Linked DNA regions of Mus musculus: regions 1, 3 and 4 are each linked to region 2. The links are chromatin contacts, called in public Hi-C and HiCAR-type maps. All regions are on one chromosome and are shown on one strand. Each heading gives the region's core, a stretch centred on a gene start, on an enhancer-like site or on the middle of the called end of the contact. The rest is flanking DNA. Distances are from core to core; before and after follow the strand shown. Region 1 overlaps Hipk2 (homeodomain interacting protein kinase 2). Region 2 holds the start of Tbxas1 (thromboxane A synthase 1, platelet). Region 3 has its middle 28 kb from the start of Clec2l. Region 4 overlaps Hipk2 (homeodomain interacting protein kinase 2).

Region 1 (5,704 bases), core at 1,862-4,361, 210 kb after region 2:
AAGTAAAGGAACTTACGATTATGTGTTCTGGAAATTGTAATTACCATGAAATTTAACACAGTGACTATTTACCGCCCCACCATTGTAAGACAGTATGGCTGGAACTTCAAGTAGTATACAAATAAGGGGACAGACTCTCTCTTCTTGAGGCTTGCAGATAATAAGCGTGACAAGACACGTACAAATCACTCTGACAGGAAGTAGAACATCTCCTCCAGAGAAGCTAGCGAAGTCTCAGGAGAGTTTAGGAGAGAGTTGCAGACTTAAGTGAGGTGACTGATGTGGCAGAGTGCCAAAGGGGAGCAAACAGAGTGTCCCAGAAGCAAGCCTTATCCAAGAGAAGGAAGAATGTTGGAGGAAATGGGGTGGGCATGGGAATGGTTTTTGAGGCATTTCCCCTTAGATGGAAATGAGGGATTTGTCAGAAGGCTCGAAGAAGTTCAAGGAAAAGCATCAGGCCTAGAAAACCAAGACTATACTGTTTGCACCTAAACAAAAAAGCACTTGGCCATGGGCTCCAAAGCTGAACAGCATCCCCTATCCTCCCGCTTTCTGTTCAAGCTTTGGAGACACTCTGACCAGTTACTTTTCTACTATGGTAAAATACCATGGCCAAGGCAACTCACAGATGAGTTGATTTGGGGCTATGGTTCTAGAGGGTTAGAATCCAGATGGCAGAGCTAAATCCGTCAGCAACAGGAAGAGCTGAGAGTCTACATCTCAAACCACAGGGGAGACAAAGAGCACTAATTCAAAACCATAAATCCTCTGAAACCTCAGAGCCTTCCTTCAGCAACACACTTCCTCCATCAAGGTTTCGCCTCCTTATTCTCCAAAACAGACAACTGGGGATCAAGTATTCATATGCCCAAGACTTACTGGGGACATCTTATTCAAAGCACCAGTCTCTAACTCTGGTCATCCTTGCCAGCAAACCACATTTCTCCTGGGAGGTGAGCATCTTGATTGTTCTGTCTGAACCCCTCCTTGCTGCTTACCCCAGATCTAGCATTTGAGGCGCCCAGTGTGGTCCTCAAATGCTGCTTGTTTCCCAGTGTGGCTCAGTCCAGTGTGGTCCTCAAATGCTGCTTGTTTCCCAGTGTGGCTCAGTCTCTGCACAACAGCTAAAGCATCAAGGGTCACGAACACTCACAGGGTGACCACAGAGTGACTTTTAGCATCAACATAAGATAAATGATAAGCCACATATTTAGGCCTCACTGACAATGTCACTCAATCTCCAAAACTAGATGGCATTGCCTAGAATTGTTAAAAGAATATCAAGGGAAGATCTTGACCACAAATATGGGCACTGTTAGTTGCCGAAGCAAATGGCCGGGCAGGAGAATCCACAGCATGTAGAGACATGGGGCAGGATGAACTGAAGGGAACCGTAGCAGACCGCACACAGTTTACTGCAGTTTGCTTGTCACTTCTATTTCCACTCAATAAATGAGGAAACTACGGCCCAAGAAAGCCAAGTGATGAGGTCAGATTAATAAAGGCTCAAGAAAGGGAATTTGGATTCATTCCGGAAGTATTACACCATTGATGAAATTTTTTTAATAATTATTTCTCTTTAGTCATTAACTTTACAGTTATTAAGTCTCTCCTTCACCTTCTGTAACCAGTCCCCTGATAGCATCCAATATATGCAGGGAGCTGTGACAGGGCCATGAGGAGCTGAAGGCATAGGTACCAGGTACTCTAGAGTGCTGTGGCAGTCTCAGGAGATGGGCAGAAGTTTAAAATTTGCCAGTGTTGCGTAACATTTTAATAAATGTGTTTTCTCTATTTCAGTGGTTCACTAGTAGACTAGGGGACTTTTCTAATCATGGCTAGAGAGTAGACATAAAAACAGAAACACTAAACAATAAGCATTCTGTTTCCTATATTTCCCAGAATTAAGTAGAACCTGCCTATTTTAAGTGTTTTTGATGAGGGAAGCATTTCATCATCTCTGTCTCCTTTAACATGGAATCTTGTTGATCAGTGTTTACAAAGATGTATCTGTTTATCAAGATCCTCATACCTAACTCACCTATGCAGACGCAGTCTTAGAGAAGCCATGACGTGCAAACGCCTGTCATAAGGAAAACTTTTAAGTATCTGATCAAAGTGATTCATTGAGCTGATTAGCATAAGACTTTTTCTCCAGGGTCCGTTATTCCCATGCCTATCACTGACTCACTGGGTGTCCCTCTCTAGTAGAAAAGGTGGGTCACAGGGTACTTCTACATTCCACACTTCATAACACACAAGCAGATTCGTGAGGGCTGTTCAGCTAATGTTGCCAGTAGTGTCACCTCTAAGAAAATGGGATCATAAATATCACAGGAGGCTTTAGATAAGAAAGCAATGTCCTAAGTCACTCTTAAAATATTTATATATATTTATAAATGGAGGGCTAGGCCTGTAGTTCAGTTGCTTATCCAGAATACATGAGGCTCTGGATTTAGTTCCCACCCCCAAAAGAGTTGACACAAGATATTTTGCTTCTTTGTACTAAATTTAAAAGGTGGTAAAATTATTTCAGATAAGTCACAGTCTGAAACTATTGTTCAAATGACTTCTGCCTGAAAAATGGACAACCAGAGAAAGAAAAACGACATTTATTATTACCTGAGCAAAGAGGTCAGCCTGAATTGGAATCTCTTTGCACTGACACCTACAACAGTGGAACCTCACTGCCCTCCTATCCTGGTTAAGAAGCCCCGCACAACCAGCATCAGAATGTGCTCCTGGCCAGTGACTGCCAACTAGAGGGAGGGAACCCAGAAGCCAGACTCACAGCGCCATGTAAGGGACGTTTGTGCTCTAACACATGCCTAAGTTGGAACCTGTTTGTCCTGTGACTCAGCCCCAGCAATGGGAGCCGTACACTCAGCCATCCTCAGTGCATCTTCATCACAGGCTTCCATTCAAGGCTGAAGGGCTGCATCCTGAAAAGGCAGCACTGCAACCTGTCTGTCCCCAGCATCGTATCCTCATGCTCTAGTATACCACTGCCACACTGATGTGTGGCAGCCTCCTCTTTACTCCTCACCTTCCATAGCTGGGGCTATGGGCACCAGAGAGGAATTGGATCTGCTCTGGCACGTGCTCAACACATGGGCTTAATGTACCGCAGCCCAAGCCAGCTGAGTCAGACTGGTTGAGGAAGAGAGAGCTGAACTAACTACTGAAGAAAGGGGAAGGAAAACCAGCACCTCCTTCCAGGCCCCTTTCTGATGTCCTACAGAGTGGTCATGTGAAGGCTGACCTTAATGTAGACAGATGTGCAAGTGAATACATACAGATATAGATAACAGAGAATACCATTTGAATAAAATATATGGACCATACTAAAGTTGTGGTGAATGGAAGATAGCTTAGTTGGCAAAGTGCTTGCCATGCACGCATAAGGAGCTGAACATGAACCCCAGAACCCACATGAAAAACTTGAGCATGGTAGTGCATGCTTGTAAATCCAGCCCTGGGGTTACAAAGACAGGCAGATTCCCTGAGACACAGTGGCTGACTAGCCTAGCTTAGCCTACTTGGCAAGCTGCAGGCCAGAGGGAAACCTTGTCTCAGGAAAGAAGATGGACATCTCCTGAGGACACTGTGCTCCTCATGCCTCAGCACACACACACAAACACACATACGTGAACAGTAAACAAACACATTTAAGGTACCGTTTCTCAACCTGATAGCTAAATTAAAAGCTATAGAACATCAAAAGGAGGACTTTAGTCTGCAGGCTCTGCTGCTTATCCTCCTCAGTAGGAGCAGGTTAAAAGTAATCCACTGGTATTTCTGCTCATGGGGATCAAAGCAGTAAGGCTGGCTGAACCCTCATGTCTTATTTCCTTCAGCTGGGAAACTCTCCATGGAAATCACCCCATGCCCCAGAAAGCCACTCTTAACAAATGGGCCCTGGAGACACCAGAAAGGAGCGTTTGCCTCATTTTACTGTTGCAGCATTTGCTAGGACTGTCACTGGGGAGGCAGAGGGCCATGTCGCGTAGTGATTAAGACTGCAGATGGCTTGATCTAGGACAAGCGAAGGACCGAAACCCTCCTTATCTGCAGTCATCCTCTACAAGAGGAAAGTAATCACTGTCTTTACCGTGTAGTCCTGTTCTAAGGACTGAAGGAAATAACACAAACGCAGCACTTTGAATGGTATGTATTTGATGTGTGTCCCGTGTATGCCATCGGTGTTGGAATGGAAGAGCAGGAGGTTGGGGTTTGTTTTCACATATGGTATTTTCTCTGAAGTCAGTGGAGATAGAGGAGTCACGGAAAGTTTATTGGAGGAGATGAGTTTTGACCTTGGTCTTGAAGGATGAAATTGACTGAGATTAGCAAATAGAAATCAGAACTACATTCCAGAAGGGACCCTACAGGGATGGAGGGGTCAGAGGCTTGCACCTGCTCCTGTGCCTGTCTTTCCTCCTCTGCGGTTCATTTCTATACTTCTTAGCTCCTTATTTCCCTTCATCATTTTAAAATGATGAAAATCATCTATTGCCATGACAACACAATGGAGTCTCGAGCTCTTGCAGCTTTGCTTCTTATTCAGAAGTGGTGTCTGTCAAGGCCATTTGAGCAAATATGTCTCGTTCCCCTCCTCCCTCCCTCCCCCCCCCCTCTCTCTCTCTCTCTTCCATTAACCAGCTCAGAATGGGATTGATAAACTGTCAATAATAATCACAGACAATGGTGGAACGAGTCCCCGTGGTACTGACATGTAGGAGCCTGAAGAACCAGCAGTGCCAATCTCAGAGGTGTGGTTGGTTTTTAAAGGGAGCTGTTTAGCAGCTCCCCACTGTTCTCTAATCTGGGTAGTATGTTTACCTAGTACGCAGATATTTCTAGCAATAGACAAGAATAGAAACAGAGCTATCACACTAATTCACCTTTCCCAAACCTATCAGATACAAAACTGTATAAAAAGATACAATGTTAAGCTGCCGTGTGATTTTGCTTGTTAGTCACGGGACTTCCCAGCCACAGAGAAAAGTATGAACCTCAGGAGGAGTTTGGGGAGCTTCTCTGCCCCCACCTCATTCCAGATAACAAGACAGCGACAGGTAGCACCCAGTTACAGCCACGCTTCCCGCTCCCACGGGACTCTGCAGAAAGCCTTCCTTCATTGGCAGTGTGCTAGTTCATGAGGTAGTGTAGTGTGCCTTCAGAAAGTTCCCGCAGTTAGGAAGTTTTATCTGCATTAAACGGGAGCTTCTTCGGGCTGGAGAGATGGCTCAGTGGTTAAGAGCACTGACTGCTCTTCCAAAGGTCCTGAGTTCAAATCCCAGCAACCACATGAGAATTCACAACCATCTGTAATGATGGATGACGCCCTCTTCTGGTGTGCCTTCAGCTTCAGTGTACTTACATATAATAATAAATAAATCTTTAGGCCAGCCAGAGCGAGCGGGGCTGGCTGGAGTGAGCAACCTTCGTTCCCAGCAACCACATGATAGCTCACAACCATCAGTACAGCTACCCATATAGACTAAATAAATAAATACATACATATATAAAATCTGGGGGGGGGACCAACTACAGCCTCTCCATAATTAGCAAATCAGGGTTACAAATTCCAAATGGGCACAATTTAAATTGTGTCTGAGGTCAGATTACAGTTTGGTCAAAATTAGTATTGTATGTTGTTGCTTTGCTTGCTCGCTTTCTAAATAATGGATATGATGAGGGA
Region 2 (5,951 bases), core at 1,251-3,750:
CCTTATACTCGGGCCTCCCACCGTGCTGGCACACATTAACAAGTCGATAAATATTTCTGTGATAACAAATGGAAGCTAACTGTTACTTCCTAGTCACCACCTGTGCTCCGAGCCTCTCTCTCCTCACTCGGTGTCTTTGAACCCAGTTATTAATAGGGTCTGGGAGTAGATTACACATGCACAGCTGCCTTGCCGGGTGGCATGTCCATGAGTCTCTGCGGAAAGCTGATTGGGAACACCCGGCTATGCAGCTTATCAGGCAAGACACGGGCCCTCTCCATGATCAGAGCAGTGGTAACGTGTGCGAGCCCACTCAGTGGCTCATCAAACATTTATTGAGGCCTTGCTAGACGTCAGGCGCAGAGCTGAGAGTTAAGAATTCAGAAATGAAAAAGACACAGAGAGGCAATGTAGAAATGCATATAAGGGGGTACTGATGCTGCAGGACCACCTGGAAGACTCGGGTGCCTAAGGCGTTGAACGTCACAGAACATAGGCTGATGAAGAGAAAGTAATATTGATAAGCATTTCTTTTCTTTCTTTCTTTTTTTCATTTTTTCCTCTCTCTCTCTCTCTCTCTCTCTCTCTCTCTCTCTCTCTCTCTCTCTCTCTCTCTCTCTCTCTCTGAGACAAGATCTTATATAGTCTGGGTTGGTTAAGAGTGATCTTGAACTTCTCATCTTCCTGCCCTTACCACGCATTCCCTCCTCCTCCCCGCCCCAGTTCTGGGATTACATACAGATTAATGTCACTAAACCCAGTGTGTATGGTACTAGGGATCCACCCCAGGGCTTCGTGCATGCAGGCAAGTTCTCTACCACCTGAGCTATAGCCCTAGCCCATAACCAGAACATTAATAAAAAGTGAGAAGACACATAAAGCAAACCACTGAAGATGGCTCGTTTTCAGTGTGGGGGTTTAAACCTAGGCCTTTGCACACACTACCCATGTGTTCGTCTTATCCCTCCCCACCCACAATCACGCTTTCCTCTGCTTTTAGTAGGAGAAAATTATAGTGGTAGACATCTATTATGCACCTACTGCATGCCACATACTTTGTTTTGGATTCCACAGAGACTGAGAACACATTGAAGTGGGTTGTTAGGGACGGGGGCAAGGGACTACCCTTTGCTCTTGTTTTCACACGTGGCTGGTTTCAATGCCAGATCAGCTATGCTGAGACAGAAAAGTTCAAAAAAATAACCAAACCAGTTAAAAACCAAAAGAGCACTGGGCCCGATGCTGGGCTTCAGAGCCAATTTCCAATAAGTCATATCATCATCAGAGAACATCAAACGCACATTCCACTTTCAGCTATGCAAATTCCAAAAGAATAATACCTCACATTTGCATAATGCTTGATGTTTTTCAAAGTGCCTTCCCAGCTATTAATCTACGGGTGGCTTTATTACCACTAGAAACATAAATTGAAACTCTCTTCCAGCTCTTCTTTTTTTTTTCCACTTTCCCCTCAAAACCCAGAGACAACCTAAATCCAAGTGTTTGGGAATCCATGGGTATCTCCAGGAAAGGTAAGGACCCCGCTGGGTAAACACAAATATAGCTCATTGTGAGGTCTGTCCTTCACAGTCACCATTGGGGCCAGCTTTTAAAACACAAGGTCTGTTGTTGAACTAACAAACACACAAAGAGCAACAGTGTATGTAGCACAAGTTTAAGATTCCTTCTGGGTCCCCAGCTTCATTGTCACCACACCTGGCTCTTAATTTGGCACCCATCCCCTTCTACCACATATTAGAAAATTGGGAAATTTATTCTACCACTTTGTCCTTAACCCTGCAGGCATCTCTGTCCCCAGTAAAGTTTGTTTGCCGAAGAGCTTCCATGTCTTTAACTTGATGTGAGCCAAGAGGCTGAATTCGTTGCAAACTCAACATGAAATGATTTCAAAAAACAAGGTGAGCAGGTACGTCAGGGTTGGAGAAAGCCCTTCTAGCCATCCCCGATGCCTTTCCAATCCGCTTCTTTTTCCATTTCTTTCAGACTTAATTGTGTGTAGCGTTCCCAGTCACAGAGTCTCCAGCATTTCCTGACACTTGAATCTCATGCATTTTAGCAAAAAATTAACCTGGCTGTTTGCTTTTAATTCCGAAGCCGTGTTAATACTCAACTCCCTCTAGATTAGACAAGAAGAAAAACACACGCCCGCATACCCCACCTGGCACCACAGGCTCCTGGGCTGACATTTGTAGTGTCGCAGTCCCTGTGGTTGGCCACACTTACCATTTCAGGAGGGCCAAGAGAGCCACGAGCAGAGTCACAGTCACTATGGTACCACTGACTTCAAACTTGAGAAGCCCCAACACTTCCATTTTTCCTCGGAGACCCCGGAGGGGTGGTCCTCAGGAGGAAAGAGGGTGCTGCTCTCCTGCCCTTATAGGAGTCCTGATCTGTATATAGGTGGTGGAGAAAGAAGTAGGTAGTCAGCTGAACATCCCATCAAGTGAGTCCCCCAAAAGTGCTCTTTCTTAGAGTGTGCCTTTCTTTATAAAGAGGAAGGAAGCAGAGGGAGAAACAAAGGGCTTCAGGGCAATGAATCAGCAACTTTATTTTCTTGATGACTGTGTTGTCAATAAACATTTATGTTAGCTTCCCCAGAAACAGGAGCAGACAGGCGGGCCTCATGGTCATCATGAAGCAAAATGGTTGTTAACCATTGACTGCTTCTCAAATACGCCGTCCTCAGAGAAAGACCTCCTGCAAGATTTGCCTCTCTACACCTTTGTCGATCTGTACTTCAGTGGTGACACAGGCCAGGGCACTCTGAATGTTCCATGGATTCTGGGGGCCAGGTGGACAGCATCATCTGCTTTGTAGCCAACCACCTCCCAGTGCATTGGTTATAGGATGCAAGCTCCTGACTGAGAGGAGAGGCATGCTCACAGTATTGGTGCAGACCACAGATCTTACCTCGGGTGAGCGCTCTCAGCATGAGTTGTTGGTTGTGTAAAAGCTCACTCGTAGTCGTGTGTGGGTTGACTGTTCTAGCTTCTGGTCTAATTTGATGAAAGACACTGGATGATTTTATTTGCTTATTCATCAGCGTGTTTCATCCTGAAGACAGATAAAAAGGTTGGGTGAGCAGGAAAACACCCACCATGACGTTATTCGGCCATTCATAGAGTGTATATGGGGTCAGCATCCGCCATACTCACAAATGATGCTGGCCCCCAACCCTGGAGAAGATTCTTTGCAGATGGATATACAGTCTACAAACGAAGGAATAATTACCAGTGCAGAACAGTGCTGTGAAGGTTCTCAAAACGGAGCTTCGGGGACAGCCTGTGGGATGGCCTGCTAGGAGGTATAGTGGGGAAGACTCTAGGGAGGAAAGCCATCACTGAGATTTGCCTGTGAGAAAGCAGTTTGTCCTGTAGAGAGCTGCAGGAGAAGCAGAAAGAGAGCATGGGTGGAGGCCTGGAGGTGGGAAAACCTTTCTGCGCTTTAAGTACTACGGTAAGACCCACGAGCCTTGTTCTTTTCCTCAACTACCCCCCCCCATCTTTCTTTCTCCTCTCTCAGAGTAGGCTTCTCCTCCACAGGGTCAGATAGTCTGCTCAAATTAAGGAGCTACCATGCAGAGTGACAGCTAGTGCTACTGGAGCAACGGCAGGTTTATGGCCATGCTCAGGGAAGGAACAACCTCAGATGTGACTGAATTCAGTGCACATGCCAGAGCAACACTGTGGAAAAAACAACATATATACTTGTGTATACACACACACACACACAGTGCTCCCTAAGGCGTCCAAGGTGAGATAAGTGTGAGAAAGGCTGGTCTAAACATTAATCAGTAAGTTTATTTACTGCAGCTCCATTCAGAGCTATGAAGTTGCTGATATGCCCTGGGAATGTTGAGTGGGATGTGGCCAGCAGCATAGCCCAAGTGCCTTTGACCACAGAATCCTCCTTCAGGGGCATTTATTAACACAGCTCGGATGGAGTACTCTAAGGAACTTGCTCTGAGAAATGTTGATCGTGGCAAAGTGTTATTTATAGAGAGGGAAACAGAACCCCAGAAAGGGAGAGGGACTAGAATAAGGTCACATAGTTTTGTCGTGGTATAAGCCAGGTCATCCATTCCGTCCTGAATGTGTCTGTTATATCACCCTATGGATGACGTACGCTCACCCCTGATGTGACCCCAGATGCTCATTGCCATTGTTATGGAATGCAAGTGGTCAGCCAGAGATACCCAGTTTTCTGAGGGGCTGCTCACACCCGAAGGATAACAATAAGTGTGGAGGTATCCCTAGGTGACGTGCGATCTGTAGAAACTGCAAATGCTATGGAGAGATGGTGTCCTGGTAGGTTTCTTTCAGCTTGACACAAACCAAAACATATTGGGGAAGAGGAATTCTTAATTTAAAAAAAAAATGTCTCCGAAGGACTGGCCTATAGGAAAACTGGTCTTGATTGGAGATTGATGTGGAAGGGCCCAGCTCACTGTGGGTGATGCTGGCCAGACACTCTTGGGTTCTATAAGAAAGCAGGCTGAACAAGCAAGCCATGGAGAACAAACCAGTATGCAACACTCTTCCATGATCTCTGCATCAGTTCCTGCCTCTGGTTCCTGGCTTGACGTCCCTGGATGATGGACTGCGCACTCCAAGATGAAATAAACCTTTCCTCCCCAAGTTTCTTTTGGCCATGGTACTTTATCACAGCAATAGAAAACTGAGACAGACAGCCACACCCTTTCTCTATCTGCTGCGGGACAGAGATAATAACCAAGGACTAAGAGAAGCAAGCTAGCCAAGATGAAGCGGTAGGGTCAGAAATAAGTGACCTAAAGGATTTTCAGCAGGAAAGTAACATAAACAAGGATTTATTAGACTTTTGAAGTTCATGAAGCAATGTAGGGACATTCTGTTGTCATATTAAAGTACTGCCCCTAATATATCAATATTTTTTTCCATGTGGGAAAAAATTCTTATATCCATGCCATTTTACCTACTGTGATGTATTCAAGTCTGCACTTCTGTGATGTGTGTCACTTCTACATCCAGAGCAAGGTATCCGTAGCTACTTATGGATCTATTCCATGGTTACTGGGGGAGTCAACTAGCCAACCCTCTGTAGAGTGTCATTCACATTTCCAGTTTCTTGACTTTACAGGATCTCTTAGAAGTGGGATAGCTGGATGAAAAGGCAAGTGTTACCTCTCTGAGCAGCGTGGCTTCCTGGCCCCTGTTACCTCTGAGCAGCGTGGCTTCCTGGCCCCTGATTCTGAGAGCTGGGGGTGGGGGTCAGGGGCACTGAGACCACATAGTAGGCACCCCACAGAGCTTTTCTCTTGTCTCCACACTCCGTCTCCTTCCCCTCCTACCCTGAGGCAGACATCTCCCCAAAGTTGAGTCAACTGTTTTGACTTAAGTCTTGTGTTTCTTTTTAAAGCTTTTCCTCCATAAATTCCGTGGTATTTCCTCCATATTCCTGTGTTTAAAAACTGCATGTGTGGAGAAGAGGTGCCTTGCTTCTCAGTGGAAGGTTCCCAGCTGCTCAGTGCTAAGCTTGGCTGTCTCTGACAGAAAAGCAAGACAGAGGCAAAAAGAGGCGTCCTCAGGGAACACTCAAGGCCAGACTAGCCCCGAGCAAAGAAAGTGTGTGGTACCTCCTTAGCACTCTGCAAGCGCCTCTCTAGATCACCTCAGAGGAACCCTGGGAAGAGGTGAGCAATGCTTCTAGAAATACCTATTAGCAGGTAGATAGGATGGTTTATACCTTTGAGGAAGAGTCCAGCCAAGAGGCTGTGGGTCATCACAGTAGGAGACGATGCTCTGAGTGAATCAGGAGGCATGGAAACTGGTTAGGAGAGTTATCTTTGAGGCTCTGGAAAGGCATAATGGATAGTTGTATTCTGGGAGCTGGGTTAGGGGATGAAGGATGTCAACGGTAATGCCTGACCTTCTAACTTCTCCCCTTGATGG
Region 3 (5,792 bases), core at 2,091-4,590, 230 kb after region 2:
AAATCGGTCTGTGGTACCTTGGGACCCTCAGGTCAGCAGGCTGCTGCTGCTCGCTGGTTCTTCCTGGGCCCTGGCACCCATGTCTCTGTTCGTGCGGCGGGTGATGTCTTGGGAAAGTGGATGAGGAGCAGGCCAGTAGGCAAGGCTTGTGGTAGTGCCAGTTAGCCCTGTGAATGGATGTTTGATGTGATTCAGAGGAAAAGGGGGCGAGTGGCCAGTGTCCCTGACTGTATTGCGTTCTCCCCTTCCTCGTAACAAAGTTGTTTGCAGCTGTAAAAGCCAGCCTGGCTTGGTTCTCTTTGTCTAAGAACTGGAACTGAGCAGCCAGCGTAGAGCAGGTCAGGAAGGGAGGTTAGCCCAGCAGACAGGAGCTCCCTGGACTGCGTCTCAGATGTTGCAAACACTCATTTTGAACAGTGTGTGGTGGAGGAGTGGGTTGGGTGATGTGAGTGGAGTTTACGTTCTTGGAAACCAGAGTGAGGTGCCTAGGAGGCTTAGGGAAGTATTGCTGCTGGTTCATGATGATGATGGTAGCTGGGTCCCCACCTGCCCCTCCCTCCCCCGGGTTCTCAACATCTGGCTAAGGGAGGGTAGGTTGTGGGCGTGGCTCTTGCTGGCCTGCCATGTAGCTGCTAGGACAGAAAACAGAAAGAAGATTGCTCTGTGCCCTCAGCTAGCAGACAGAATTCCATAAGGCAAGCTCTCCTTTCATGGCCCAGCCTGAGACTGCACACACACACACACACACACACACACACACACACACCCCACCAGCTACTGGATCACAGCACACTCCATCCTGGGTCTCACAGGCTTTGCCCCTCACTCATGTTTTTCCCTCTTATTTGCTTTACAAATTTTCAGTGGAGAAGCCTAAAGATTAAGCAAGCCTGAGATGTCCTTACCAAATTGGAAAGGAAAGGAAAGCTGTCCCTTCCTATAGCCAAAGAACCCTCACAAAGACATCTGGAGATGGACAGATGCATTCCCTGGTCCTTTCTGGGCAATATGACTTCAGTGACCTTCCATTTACCTTACCTTTCTATCCTGCCTTTTTTTTTTTTCATTGCAGTTATTTCAAAACCACTCATCTTCAAAGAGGAGTGGAGTAGTGGCCCTAAATGTTGCTACTCCAAGGAACTGATATCCCTCTAGCACTCCTTTGTGATTAATTGATCTCATGCTACTGTGGGAAGCTAGAAAACAAGCAAGCAACCTTCTCTGATGACCCCACACTGTATCCCAGGCTGAGAATGTGTAGGACGGGCTGGCAATGGCAGTATCGGCCCACTTGCCTTAGTCTCCACAAACAGACCCAGACAAGTCGGTCAAGCCACTAGAGAACCAAAGATGGCAAGATAAGGCTTAATTGCAAAAGGAACCTCATGAACTTTGGCACTATGGCTCACTGTAGTAACCGCCCGAGGAAAGGTTTCCCGAGTCTTTGGGGTAGCTCCTGAGAAGTAGCTCCAACCAGAAGCTCAGAGCTGCCAGAAAAGAGGTCCTGGAGGTTCCCTGTCACAGAACCTCCATGCTGCCTGACTTCTAAGCTAGAACCCCTCCCTGCCCCAATCCTTTGAGTGTCCCTCATCACAGACCCATCCAGGAGAGCATTATACTAATTGTCTCTTGCTGCACAAGAGCAGTGTCCCTCATGGAAGGACTCACTGACATTTGTTGAGTATCCACACACAATATGCCAAGCCCTTTCTCCATGTCCCCTCAGAGATCCATCCATGGGAAGAAGTCAACACCCACTATGTGACAGATAGAAAAGCTGGCCCTCTGAGGAAGTGGCATGTGTGAAAGGGGAACACGATGCATCTCAGAGCCCCCAGGTTCTGGTTTTCTTAATCCGATGTTCCCACTCCCTGTATGCCAAACACTGTGCTAAGAATTGCTGACGAGCCCTAGGACAGCAGCCGTGCAGGACCTGTGCAGAGGAGGCGCCTGGCTTGCAGACCCCGGGGCCTGCCCAGGCCACCTAGCTAATAAGAAGGGAAGTCAGATATTCTGTCTACTTGGCTCTAGAGCTGAGCTCACACACCAGCCTCAGCTGCCTCCCTTGTATAACAAGGACAGTCCTTTGCAGAATGTCACACTCTGCCTGCCCCCGTGTGACAGTGGACTTCAGCAGGTATGTGCAAAGAGGGTTCCTGGATTGGATGCAGGTGAAAGAGGCAGAGTTTGACGTTAAGAAAAGTCTCTGGGGAGTTCCTCGGGATTCCTGGAATTCCTGTTTCTAGCAACTAGCTTTAGCCACTCAGGCTGCTGCAGCTCCCATGAGAGTGCAGGGAAGGTGTTCTTTCTTTTAAATAAATACATAAAGATGATTTTTTTTCTTGCTTATAGTTAATCTTAGGAAGGCAATACTAAAAGTATATATTTTTTTCCAAAATGCTATTTTTTACTGTACTTGATAAATATCATGACAGCTCTGATCTCTGTAATAGGCCCGCTCTTCAGCTCTGCACAGAACCGGAAGCCAGGTTCATGCCAAATCTGTAAATACCATGTGGGTCTGTGTCCAGGAACTTCTGTTTTCTATGAAGAAACAGACAAAACAAAAAACAAACAAAAAAAAAACAAAAACAAGAAAAACCCAAACAAACAAAAACAAAAAAGGGGAGGGGGTAAAGGCAAGAGGACTTTTGGGAAGAGAACAAAATTGAATTTTCTTGCAGGAAACACCCTTCTCAAAGAGAAGGACAACAGCAAAAATGGGCAGAGCAGCCGCAGAACGGGAGGAGGAGGAGGCGTCGGTGGGGCCCATGGCGGCCCTGGGGTTGAGAGTGCTGTGCTAGAAGTTTCATTTCACCTAAGAGATGACAAAAATCTAGAAATGCTTTAGGGCTAGGCTTTAACTTCTTCAAACTCTGTTTTGGGTGGGTTTCTTGTTTCTCTTTTCTTGTAAAAATGTCTGTACTGACTGGCTCCAGGCTTGTTTGCCTAAATTCTTAGGTGGTTTACACAAGTTCTCAATTCTTGTAGAACTTTAAATCCATTGGAAGCAAACCCAGCCAGTGTAGATCTGAGGTCCTGGCTGGTGTCAGTAGGTGTTCTGGAACTCAGGCAGAGCACCTAACAAAATCTTCAGAAGGTTTTAGCTACATTATCTTACACAAACTGTGACCCTAATGGCAATAATTACCTCAAATGTGGGCATTCGTCCTGGTCTAGCCTTTTTTGAAATCATGTAGCCAGCTTGATCTTGTGATTTAAAAGACAATGAATTGTTCCCTGTGGGCTGAAAGTAAGGATTGACGCATACCCTGGTCACTGTTGCCTAAGTGAATTCTGAGAATAAAATTCTCATCATTACACCAGAAGTGAAACCAAGAAGAGATGATGATGTCTGCGTGTCATAATCAGCATGCTGTTCAAGTGCACAGAGCATGTTTCTCTAGGTAACGTGCCCTCTGAGTTCTCCACTATCAAGTAAATGACACAACTGACTGTAGATACTCATACAGACTTCTGGCTACATTTTATAGTTAAAGTATTTTATAGTTTACATTTAATCTGGTACTTTTTAAAAAGAAAATTGTTTATAACTGACATCTTCAACCACAGCGATTGACTGACTCTTGTTTTAGAAGCTGTCTCCCCAAGGCAGGCATGTTCCACTCATGCTGTGCCACAGCCTGATGCATGTGTTTCCCTTATTGTTGCTTTCCAGTGAACCTGAAAGAATGTGAAAGGAAGTCAAGAGGGAATGGGAAAGGGCGAGTCCTGAACCTGGGCCATCCGCAGAGTCCGGTGCCGTGTGCGCCAGAGCTTGGAGGGGCGGTGAGACTGATCCCCGCCGCCTCACCAACACTGTCTTGATATGAATGCTTCCTTTGTGACCGGGCCACTCACCTGGCAGTAGGTGATGCCGGCACTCAGCAGCTCTGCAGGTCTGGATGCTGCTCCTGGGTCCGCAGTGAACCTTGGTCAGCATTTTGAGAGGGAGAACAATACCCCTGTGCCCATGTTCACTGGCTGGATTTTCCACGTGTTGCTGGTTTTGTCAGTTTTTTTTTTTCTTTAAAACAAACCCCATGTAAAATAATGTGTACTTTAATTCACCCATTGCCTGGCTAAGATGTGAAACTCAGTTCAGAAGATGGCTTCAGAGCCAAAGGGCAGGGGTGGGCAGTGCGGGATGGTCCTGGAGACAGAGGGCTTTGCAGGGATGGAAGCAGGCTTCAGAGACATGAGCAAGAGAAGACAGGAAATGTCAATTTCCCTGACAGTTTTGTAAGGTTTGGGTTGGGTTTTTACTGGGGTATTTTGTTATGTTGTGTCTTTACGACAGGTTCTTACCATGTATCCCTGGCTGGTCTAGAACTCACAATGTGAACTGGGTTTTGTTTGGTTTTGGTTTTCTCTTGTGCCACCACTGAACTGTGGAGGACCCGTGGCGACCTGTGGTGACTCCTCACCGCCCATGTTTGGTTTGCGCTCACAGCATGCTCTTGTGTATGTTGAATGTCCTTGTAGAATGTTGTTCTCACGCTTCTTAGTCATATCCTAGGCGTGTGCGTGTGTGTGTGTGTGTGTGTGTGTGTGTGTGTGTGTGTGTGTGTGTGTGTGATTTGCTTTGCACTAATAAACCAAATGAATTTTGTCTCATTGTCTTTGAAGCTAACCCATGTTTTTAAAAGTGAGAGGTATGGAAATGGGCTTTTCATTATTATTTGAAAAGTAAATTCACTGTAGCATAAAAATAAAAAGGGCTCTGCTGTCTTCTCTTTAGTTCCCTCTCAACCAATTTCCAAATGACTCTCCTGGCCCCATCCCCACCTCTGGCTCCCCACCGCAGATCCATGCTCAGGCACTCAGGACTCCCAGAAAGCTCAGCTCTGGGAGCCATGCCCCTGCTCGCTGCCCGCCTGCCCGCCCGCCCGCCCGCCCGGCTGTTGGTCCATGGATTGCTCACGCTGTCAGTACTCTGGCTCAGGTTATGAGGAAGGACGTGGAAGTTGAAAGTGACTTAACTGTGCCATCCTCTAGCTTTCTATGACTCTGACACACACACACACACACACACACACACACACACACACACACACACACACCATGTGCCCTTCAAAGCAGAAGTCCTATTCACACTGCCTCCAAGTCTGTTGGCTTCCTGCCCTCCACATCCCTCTCTTGTGTTACTGCCCATTTAACGCTGGCTTTCTTCCATGGGTTACCTAGGACACAATCATTTATAGCCCCCAAAGCACCCTTCACCCCTTTAAGTGTGTATTTTAACCAAATGAAGTTGACAAGAAAGGCATATGTTGGGGCTGCAGGATTCCTAGTGTAGTAGAAGCATTGTATAGATAGAGATGTTGATATATATGTTTGTGTATATATATATCAAGCCAAATTTCTGATAGAAAAGTATAGCTTTATGGATGAGAAGGAAAAGGAGCCCTCTAGAGGTTGGAGCCAGCCTCGATGTGTCCAATGAGCAAGACACGCCGTGCTTCACGCGCAGCTAAGGCCCCAGGACCCGGCCCTGGCCTCACCTCTGCAAAGCTGGGGGGCCCCGAAGGCTCTGCTGCTCTCTGTGGGTCCCCAGCAATGAAGGCATAGGAGAGTGAGGAGACAGAGATCATAAGGACTGGAATTTTTCATCCCTTTTTGCTCTGGCCACCTGTTTTGAGCTACAGCCTGATTATATCACATTTCCAAAAAGTAGTACCATGAAGATGGCGAGAGAGATCTGTCACAATGCTTAGCTTTCGACTGCCTGTGGCTTCAGGATGCTCAGGACAGAAAGACACACTCCCCAAAACAAGAACATGGAGAAGGAG
Region 4 (6,422 bases), core at 1,576-4,075, 140 kb after region 2:
TTTCTTCCTTCCTTCCTTCCTTCCTTTCTTTCTTTCTTTCTTTCTTTCTTTTGTTTGTTCTTTCTTTCCTTCCTTCTTCCTTCCTTTCTCTCTCCTTCTTCCTTCCTTCCTTCCTTTCTTTTTCTTTCTTTCTTTCTTTCTTTCTTTCTTTCTTTCTTTCTTTCTTTCTTTCTTTCTTTCAGTTCTTGGTTAATATATTTAGAATTTCTCCAGTTTTTATAATCTTGACAGGTGTTTCATACCCAAGATACTTTATAATTTCATGCCAACTTAAATAAAAACAGCATTTGATTTTTAAATTAGTAAACTAGGAATCAAGTCTATAAGTGCTCGTGTTGGAATGTAGATTCCATGAGGGTAAGAGAGTGCACTCCTTTCTCTCTATGCTCTATACTGTCTCTAGTATCTAAATCAATGCATACCACACATCATATCTACTAGGGGAATCTTTTTTTTTTTTCTGTTTTTTTTGTTTTTTTGAGACAGGGTTTCTCTGTGTAGCCCTGGCTGTCCTGGAACTCACTCTGTAGACCAGGCTGGCCTCGAACTCAGAAATCCGCCTGCCTCTGCCTCCCAAGTGCTGGGATTAAAGGCGTGCACCACCACGCCTGGCTTTATTAGGGGAATCTTGAATGAGTGAATGAATAGATAAACTATAGACACAAACTAGAAGAAATTAACCAAGGAGCCAGTGGCATGGCTCAGCAGGTAAAGGATTTGTTGCCATGTCTGAGGACATGAGTTAAATCCCTGGGACCCACATGGAGAAAGGAGAGAACTGACTTTTATAAGTTATCTTCTGACCTCCACATCTGCACTGTAGTATTATGCACCTCTTCTTGTGCATGCTTACACACACACACAGAGTAAATGATTAAATGTAACTTAAAATGTAAGTAAATTAATAAAAATCGAGACCACTCTAATAAACCTTGGATGTACACAAACCACAGAGTACACAAATGGCAGTAGCTAGCAGTTCTTTATGTTTCCATGTGAATGATAGCATTCCATGCCTAGATTTTGCTTATGATTATTTCCAATAAATGCACTGGTCACTTCCTTAAAACTTTATTATCAGCTGTAGTCCTGGAATAGGCACAGATTATATAGATAGTTTTTAACAACTTTAATTTTCTGATCTACATTCAGCAGTATTTATAGAGTCTGGCATACAGATCAGTGCAGGGCAATCACCATTGTTTGAGAAAATGTCATGTTAACAGTTCTGTTAGAGTAAATCTGTAAATACAGAGTTTATCAGTGATGTTTTCTGGAAACCTGTCTGTGGCATAATTACTATTTTAAATTTTCTTCTTCTTCTTGTTCTTTTTTTGTTTTGTTTTGTTTTGTTTTGTTTTGTTTTTGTGTTTTTGGTTTTTCAAGACAGGGTTTTTCTGTGCAGCCCTGGCTGTCCTGGAACTTGCTCTGTAGACCAGGCTGGCCTTGAACTCAGAGATCCGCCTGCTCTGCCTCCAGAGTGCTAGGATTCTGATGCTTACTTTATATCTCATGCTACTGTTTGAGAAGCCAGGGTCCGTTTGCTGAATGCTTGTTGTAATGCTTTGTTCTCAAGTATTATAAAAATCTATTAATTTTTTTCTAGAGAAAAATCCCTCTTTCAGTTCATTATTTCAAGCTATGGTTTTAAAAAGTTTTATTTTTCAAGTTGTACTCCAAACTAAAAGATACTTAGACTCAGCCTTAACGACTCTGTTCTGAATATCAGGAATGCAGATGTGGCAGCCAGATGCTCCTTGCTGCAGACAACAGCAGTGGTCAACAATTGCATGATGTTTCTTGTGCTTCATGAATAGCTGAGCAGGACATTTGTGTTCTTAACTTGGAGTGCAGATTTGGAGGAACTTCACAGGTCTACAGCCCTCAGCTAGCAGTGTATAGCATTCATTGTGTGGTGAAGCAGCCTTCGAAGCCAACCTCTCAAACCAATAGGGAGAGAGGGAAATGTCTAGCTTTTGTTGTATCAGTTCTCACTTTGCCAAATGTCTGAAAGCAATTTAAGAGATGTTTCAGCCAAACCCTCTTGTAGACCTAGGAAAGAATACAGTTAGCCTGTTCATTGTGCTCCACTTGGCTGTCTTGGCATCTCTGCAAATAAAACATTAAAAATAGGGTGGCCCAGGAAGGAGATAAAGCTATTGTCTTTGGATGTAGGTGTAGGTGCTTCTCCCAGCCCACGAAGCAGGGTTTCTCTGTGTAGCCCTAGCTGTCCTGGAACCAGGCTGACCTCAGCAGCCTCTGCCTCCTGAGTGCTGGGATTAAAGGTGTGGACCACTGCTGCCACCTGGCAGTGTGTGCACCTGTGCTTGATCGCACCTTCATATGACTGGCATCAGTAGCAAGTCCTCTAACACACTAATGTTTGTAGACTTTTATTTCTATTAGCATTGTGTCATAGGGGTGTGTGTGTGTGTGCGCGTGCGTGTACGAGCGCACATACATTTGATTACACTGGGCTTCAGTACTCTTATTCCATCACTTTCCGTCTACTGCAACAGTATTATTGTAAGGAAACAGTGCAGTGAGACAGGAATTTCCCTCTGCATTTATGTGCTCATATGGTCAGCCAGGTGTCGTCCATGTGAAAGCCATGCACAACAGATAATTTGTGTAAAATTTATTTCACTCTCATTTCCCATCCACATATGGATCTTTAAAGGCTAAATTTAAGTTGTTGTTTTATGATCTCTGAGTGTACCAAAGAAGAATAGTCTTATTAAAATGTCACCTCTGTCTTTACTCATGTACAGTCACAATATGCTTATCTCCCTTCCTGGTTTATCTCCCCTGCCAGATCACTCCTCAGAGTGAGAGAGTGGCTTCTGTTTATGTCAACCTTTGAAATGGCTAAGAGCAGGCTGTATACACATCAGCCCCCTGGCCAACAGGGCTGAGCTTGGCTTCTGGAAGGAAAGAAGGTTCCATGATCCTTCTGGAAAGGCCACTCTCCACTGGAATCATAAGCCCTGAATTCTGAGAAGGTAGTTGTGGGCTAAAGAGATTAACTCAGAGAAAGAGCTTTGTAAGACCATGTCATTGGTTTTTTTTTTTTTTTGGTTTTGATAGGAAAATTGAACTGGCCCTTCCTTCAGTAAATTGACTGCATTACATAAGGCACAGGTTGAAGCAGTGCAGTAGCATGAATTCTTCTGCGGTTATTTGATTATTTTTAAAATACCATTGACATTTGAAAGGCCCATAGACAAAGGCCAACCCTATAAGTGGCTGTGTTTAGAAAAGTAAAATAAAATCCATTCATTGGCCTTTTTACCTTAACCATGTGGATACAAAGCAGGGTTTTATTTCAACTAAATAGAATAGCCAACATGTAGTTTTAAGAAAGATTTCATTGTATATATTCATTGTGCATGGTGCAGTATTAAAATATATGGTTCACAGTTTTAATAATTAGTACCATTCAGTTCAAGCAGCTCTGACTAATATTTGTGTAACTTTTCATCACAAAATGAGTAATATTAAACTCTAATAGGATTGATTTTATTTGTTAATTTCTTCTAATCAGTCTTAAGTTATTTAACAGAACTTGAAGTAAAGAATGTCAGACTAGACACCCAGTTAAATAACTGTTTAACTGTTATTCATGACTGTTTCCAATATTGCACATTAATCAAACTTCTTTGGTTTGCATATCTATTATTGTATGATACTGTTGATTCTAATTAATATTTGTCACTTGTTAATAAATGGTCTCTTCACTCTCACCTAAAAGATAATTCCAAGTAAAATACAGTATGTCCACTACTTGCTACCTATGAAACTAGGTTGTTCTAGTGTGAGGAAGCTAACTAATATGTTTTGGGTGTTATATACATGAATAAAGGCTTTCCTAGGAATCTGGCAATTCGTTTTTAAAACAGCTCATTCTTTGTCTCCTAATTACAAAAGCCATTAAGTCAAGGCTGTTTCTGAAGCATCAGCCACTATCTAAACATCCTAAAGCAGTGACTGAGCACAGTTTAGTGTCACTTTTCAGTTTGACTAGTTGTCACAAGGAGTAGATCAAAAATTGTTAAATTGATTTTAAAATAATGTGATCCTTGTAAAAGTCAGATCAGCAAATCTTACTGGCAGCTGTAAGTAGTTTGTGCCATTTTACCTGATAATCTCATAACACTGTAAATATTATAAATTTCTTAAACCATGTGAATATCTGGGTAGTGGTGGCATATACCTTTAATCCTAGCAGAGGCAGGCAAATCTTTTGAGTTCAAGGCCAGCTTGGTCTACAAAGTGAGTTCCAGGACAGCCAGGGCTACAAAGAGGATGACCCCTATCTTAAAGAAAGAAAGAAAGAAAGAAAGAAAGAAAGAAAGAAAGAAAGAAAGAAAGAAAGAAAAAGTCAAGAAATAAAGAAGAAAAGAAAGAGAAAAGAAAAGAAAGGAAAACAGAAAAATGTGGGTATATATAATTTCTTCTATTTTTAGTAAAAATTGAATGTTGAAGGCAAACAGCAATTGACAGATAAAGTTAGAAAATTAAGATGTTAACAATTGATAGGCTCTGGATTGAGAGTGTAAAGACTAGCAAAAATAAGTGCAGGCTATCACATAAAACCGAAAACCCGTACAAATGCTGTGATTATAGCTGTATATTTAAAGACTTGAGGGAAACACATCTGTGTGATGCTTGCATTTTAGCTTTTGTATATATTGGTTTTCCTAAGCTTTAGTCTTAGTTTTTATTAGGAAGTTGTTTGCTACCTTTTCTAACATGTTTTATGTGAGCACACACATGTGCACTAGAAGGGGTTGGTCAATAATTACATGCAAGATCACCAAAAATAAGGTCTATTATGGTATTTTTGTGGCACTTTACAAGTGGCGGTGGCCATGTATGACGTCCTTATCTGTGTTCCTTACCTACCCCAGGTGAGGATCTCCTCAGGAGGACAGTTGCTCCATGCTGCTTTATCTGCTCAGTTAAAACCTTAAGGAAGAAGATGGTATTTGCCAACATGTAAACTAACATTTGCTCCCGGCCTTTGGCTCTTGAGAAGATGATCCTTCAGTGGATCTCAACACTCGCCATTCTTGCATTTCTGTTTTAGAGGACACACACCGTGCCAGTCCTGCCTTTTCAAGTCTCTTGAAGACCTAAAGTTGAATGGTGGCTGGGACTAGAGAACAGCCTGGCATCCTACCGACTCTAGACTCTCTGTCTTTGTTTATTTTTGTTTTGTCCTTTTTTTCTATTGTTGTTGGTTTTTTTCCTCATTTTGATTTTTTTTTCCCCCTAAAGGAGGGAAGATTAAAAAACAAAATCACTGCTTTTCAGGGATGCCATGACATTATTGTAAAAATGGCAATCTACAAAAATATGCTTACCATAACATCTTTTCTAGGATATAGTTTTTAGTGTATGTAATTACTGATCCTTCTAGAAACTGGCTTCTGGCTACCAAGAAACTGCCCATCCCCAGAGCCTATTGCACCATCTGGACAGGCCTGGGATTTTATACACACACACATACACTCATGCACAGACACACACACACACACACACACACACACACACACAGGGTGGGGGTGGAAGGCGAGAGAGAGAGAGAGAGAGAGAGAGAGGGAAAGAGAGAGAGATCCTTTTTACTAGTTAGAAGAGCTTATAGCTGGATACAGAAGACTCAACAAGTGAAGACCATCTGCGAAGCTGCAGGTGACCAGGTCACATGGCAGATATTCACAGTGCACAAACAGCATGCTGAATGGATATTCTCACCAGAAGGTCATCTGGGTAGGGTTTACTAAGCAGGTGACCCCACACAGGAAAACATTATCTCAGTACTCACTTGAAAATGTGAGGAGACTAAAGAACACTTGCAGTTCTAAGTAAGTCAATACTGGAATCAGATGGTTTAGTAGAAGTAGGTGGGTGGTGTTGGCACATACCACATCTCTCATCTGAAAGTGAATAAGAGATAGCTTATTTTGGGGTCCTTTTGAGTGACCATGGCCCAGGAACACAACCTTAGATTTCCCCAAATTCCATGTTCCAACATGGAAACAGTTTCATGAAATTTTATAGTTTTACAGAACAAAAAAAAGTCATACATAAATGAAGGCAAGTTGGTGGCTACATCAGTTATGGCAAGATGGAGGAGGTTTTTCTTTAGACCTCAGATGCTATCTGATGGCATCCTTAGCTTTCGGGTTGGTGAAAGCCAGTGGTCTGCTAAGTTAATAGATTCCAAATGGTTTTTGTTAGTCACAAGATGTTAGTTCAGACACAGCGGTAGGCAAGGAATGGCTGTTCTGGAAGGCTAAAAGTAGCCCAAGATAAAGTCTCTGGACCTGCAGCCTTTCAGTACTGGAATTCTAATCAATCAATCAATCAATCTCTGCAAGTGCAGCTTCTCTTCAGGTGTGTGTGTGTGTGTGTGTGTG

Evidence for each region. A called contact is a pair of places that touch in the nucleus more often than the background predicts. HiCAR-type assays count read pairs that join an accessible place to other places.
Region 1: a Hi-C map of bone marrow-derived macrophages shows a contact between it and region 2, with 32 read pairs. The contact joins the enhancer-like site here to the promoter of Tbxas1 in region 2. A contact is called at or near these places in 2 of 39 promoter capture datasets (embryonic stem cells and macrophages), 1 of 15 datasets of contacts at CTCF or cohesin (CD8 T cells), 15 of 484 Hi-C or Micro-C datasets (3T3-L1-derived adipocytes, the AML12 cell line, the Patski cell line and 9 more), 10 of 115 datasets of contacts at active chromatin or transcription factors (bone marrow-derived macrophages, embryonic stem cells, fetal liver and 3 more) and 6 of 9 other capture datasets (adipose tissue, bone marrow-derived macrophages, embryonic stem cells and 3 more).
Region 3: a HiCAR-type map of Th17 cells shows a contact between it and region 2, with 8 times the contacts expected there. The contact joins the enhancer-like site here to the promoter of Tbxas1 in region 2. A contact is called at or near these places in 1 of 39 promoter capture datasets (macrophages), 1 of 15 datasets of contacts at CTCF or cohesin (large pre-B cells), 13 of 484 Hi-C or Micro-C datasets (B cells, CD4 T cells, the G1E-ER4 cell line and 6 more), 9 of 115 datasets of contacts at active chromatin or transcription factors (Th17 cells, bone marrow-derived macrophages, embryonic stem cells and 2 more) and 4 of 9 other capture datasets (adipose tissue, embryonic stem cells, liver and 1 more).
Region 4: a Hi-C map of the G1E-ER4 cell line shows a contact between it and region 2, with 2.8 times the contacts expected there. The contact joins the enhancer-like site here to the promoter of Tbxas1 in region 2. A contact is called at or near these places in 1 of 39 promoter capture datasets (macrophages), 1 of 15 datasets of contacts at CTCF or cohesin (the G1E-ER4 cell line), 7 of 484 Hi-C or Micro-C datasets (B cells, CD8 central memory T cells, the G1E-ER4 cell line and 3 more), 6 of 115 datasets of contacts at active chromatin or transcription factors (CD8 T cells, acute myeloid leukemia, bone marrow-derived macrophages and 2 more) and 3 of 9 other capture datasets (adipose tissue, bone marrow-derived macrophages and liver).

The regions. Positions count from the first base shown.
Region 1 is chr6:38,708,093-38,713,796 of GRCm38.p6, reverse strand. The region is part of intron 12 of Hipk2 (homeodomain interacting protein kinase 2); the gene reads left to right. Among named protein-coding and RNA genes, the nearest start is that of 4930502C15Rik, 27 kb to the left of the region's middle. Within about 2 kb of position 3,111, at least 54 of the 459 cell types and tissues checked have an H3K27ac peak or open chromatin away from gene starts, as enhancers often do. A contact at or near this core is called in 3T3-L1-derived adipocytes, adipose tissue, bone marrow-derived macrophages and 2 more, where this site is marked.
Region 2 is chr6:38,915,535-38,921,485 of GRCm38.p6, reverse strand. It overlaps Tbxas1 (thromboxane A synthase 1, platelet), which reads right to left and starts at 2,500. Exons shown (of 13, transcript NM_011539.3): 1 at 2,245-2,500. The coding sequence starts at 2,333.
Region 3 is chr6:38,688,314-38,694,105 of GRCm38.p6, reverse strand. It overlaps a transcript of Hipk2 not described here. Among named protein-coding and RNA genes, the nearest start is that of Clec2l, 28 kb to the right of the region's middle. Within about 2 kb of position 3,340, at least 18 of the 459 cell types and tissues checked have an H3K27ac peak or open chromatin away from gene starts, as enhancers often do. A contact at or near this core is called in Th17 cells and microglia, where this site is marked.
Region 4 is chr6:38,775,479-38,781,900 of GRCm38.p6, reverse strand. All of the region lies in intron 2 of Hipk2 (homeodomain interacting protein kinase 2), which reads left to right. 4930502C15Rik (a long non-coding RNA gene) reads right to left here. Exons shown (of 4, transcript XR_003956279.1): 4 at 1-5,939. Among named protein-coding and RNA genes, the nearest start is that of 4930502C15Rik, 41 kb to the right of the region's middle. Within about 2 kb of position 2,825, at least 14 of the 459 cell types and tissues checked have an H3K27ac peak or open chromatin away from gene starts, as enhancers often do. A contact at or near this core is called in the G1E-ER4 cell line, where this site is marked.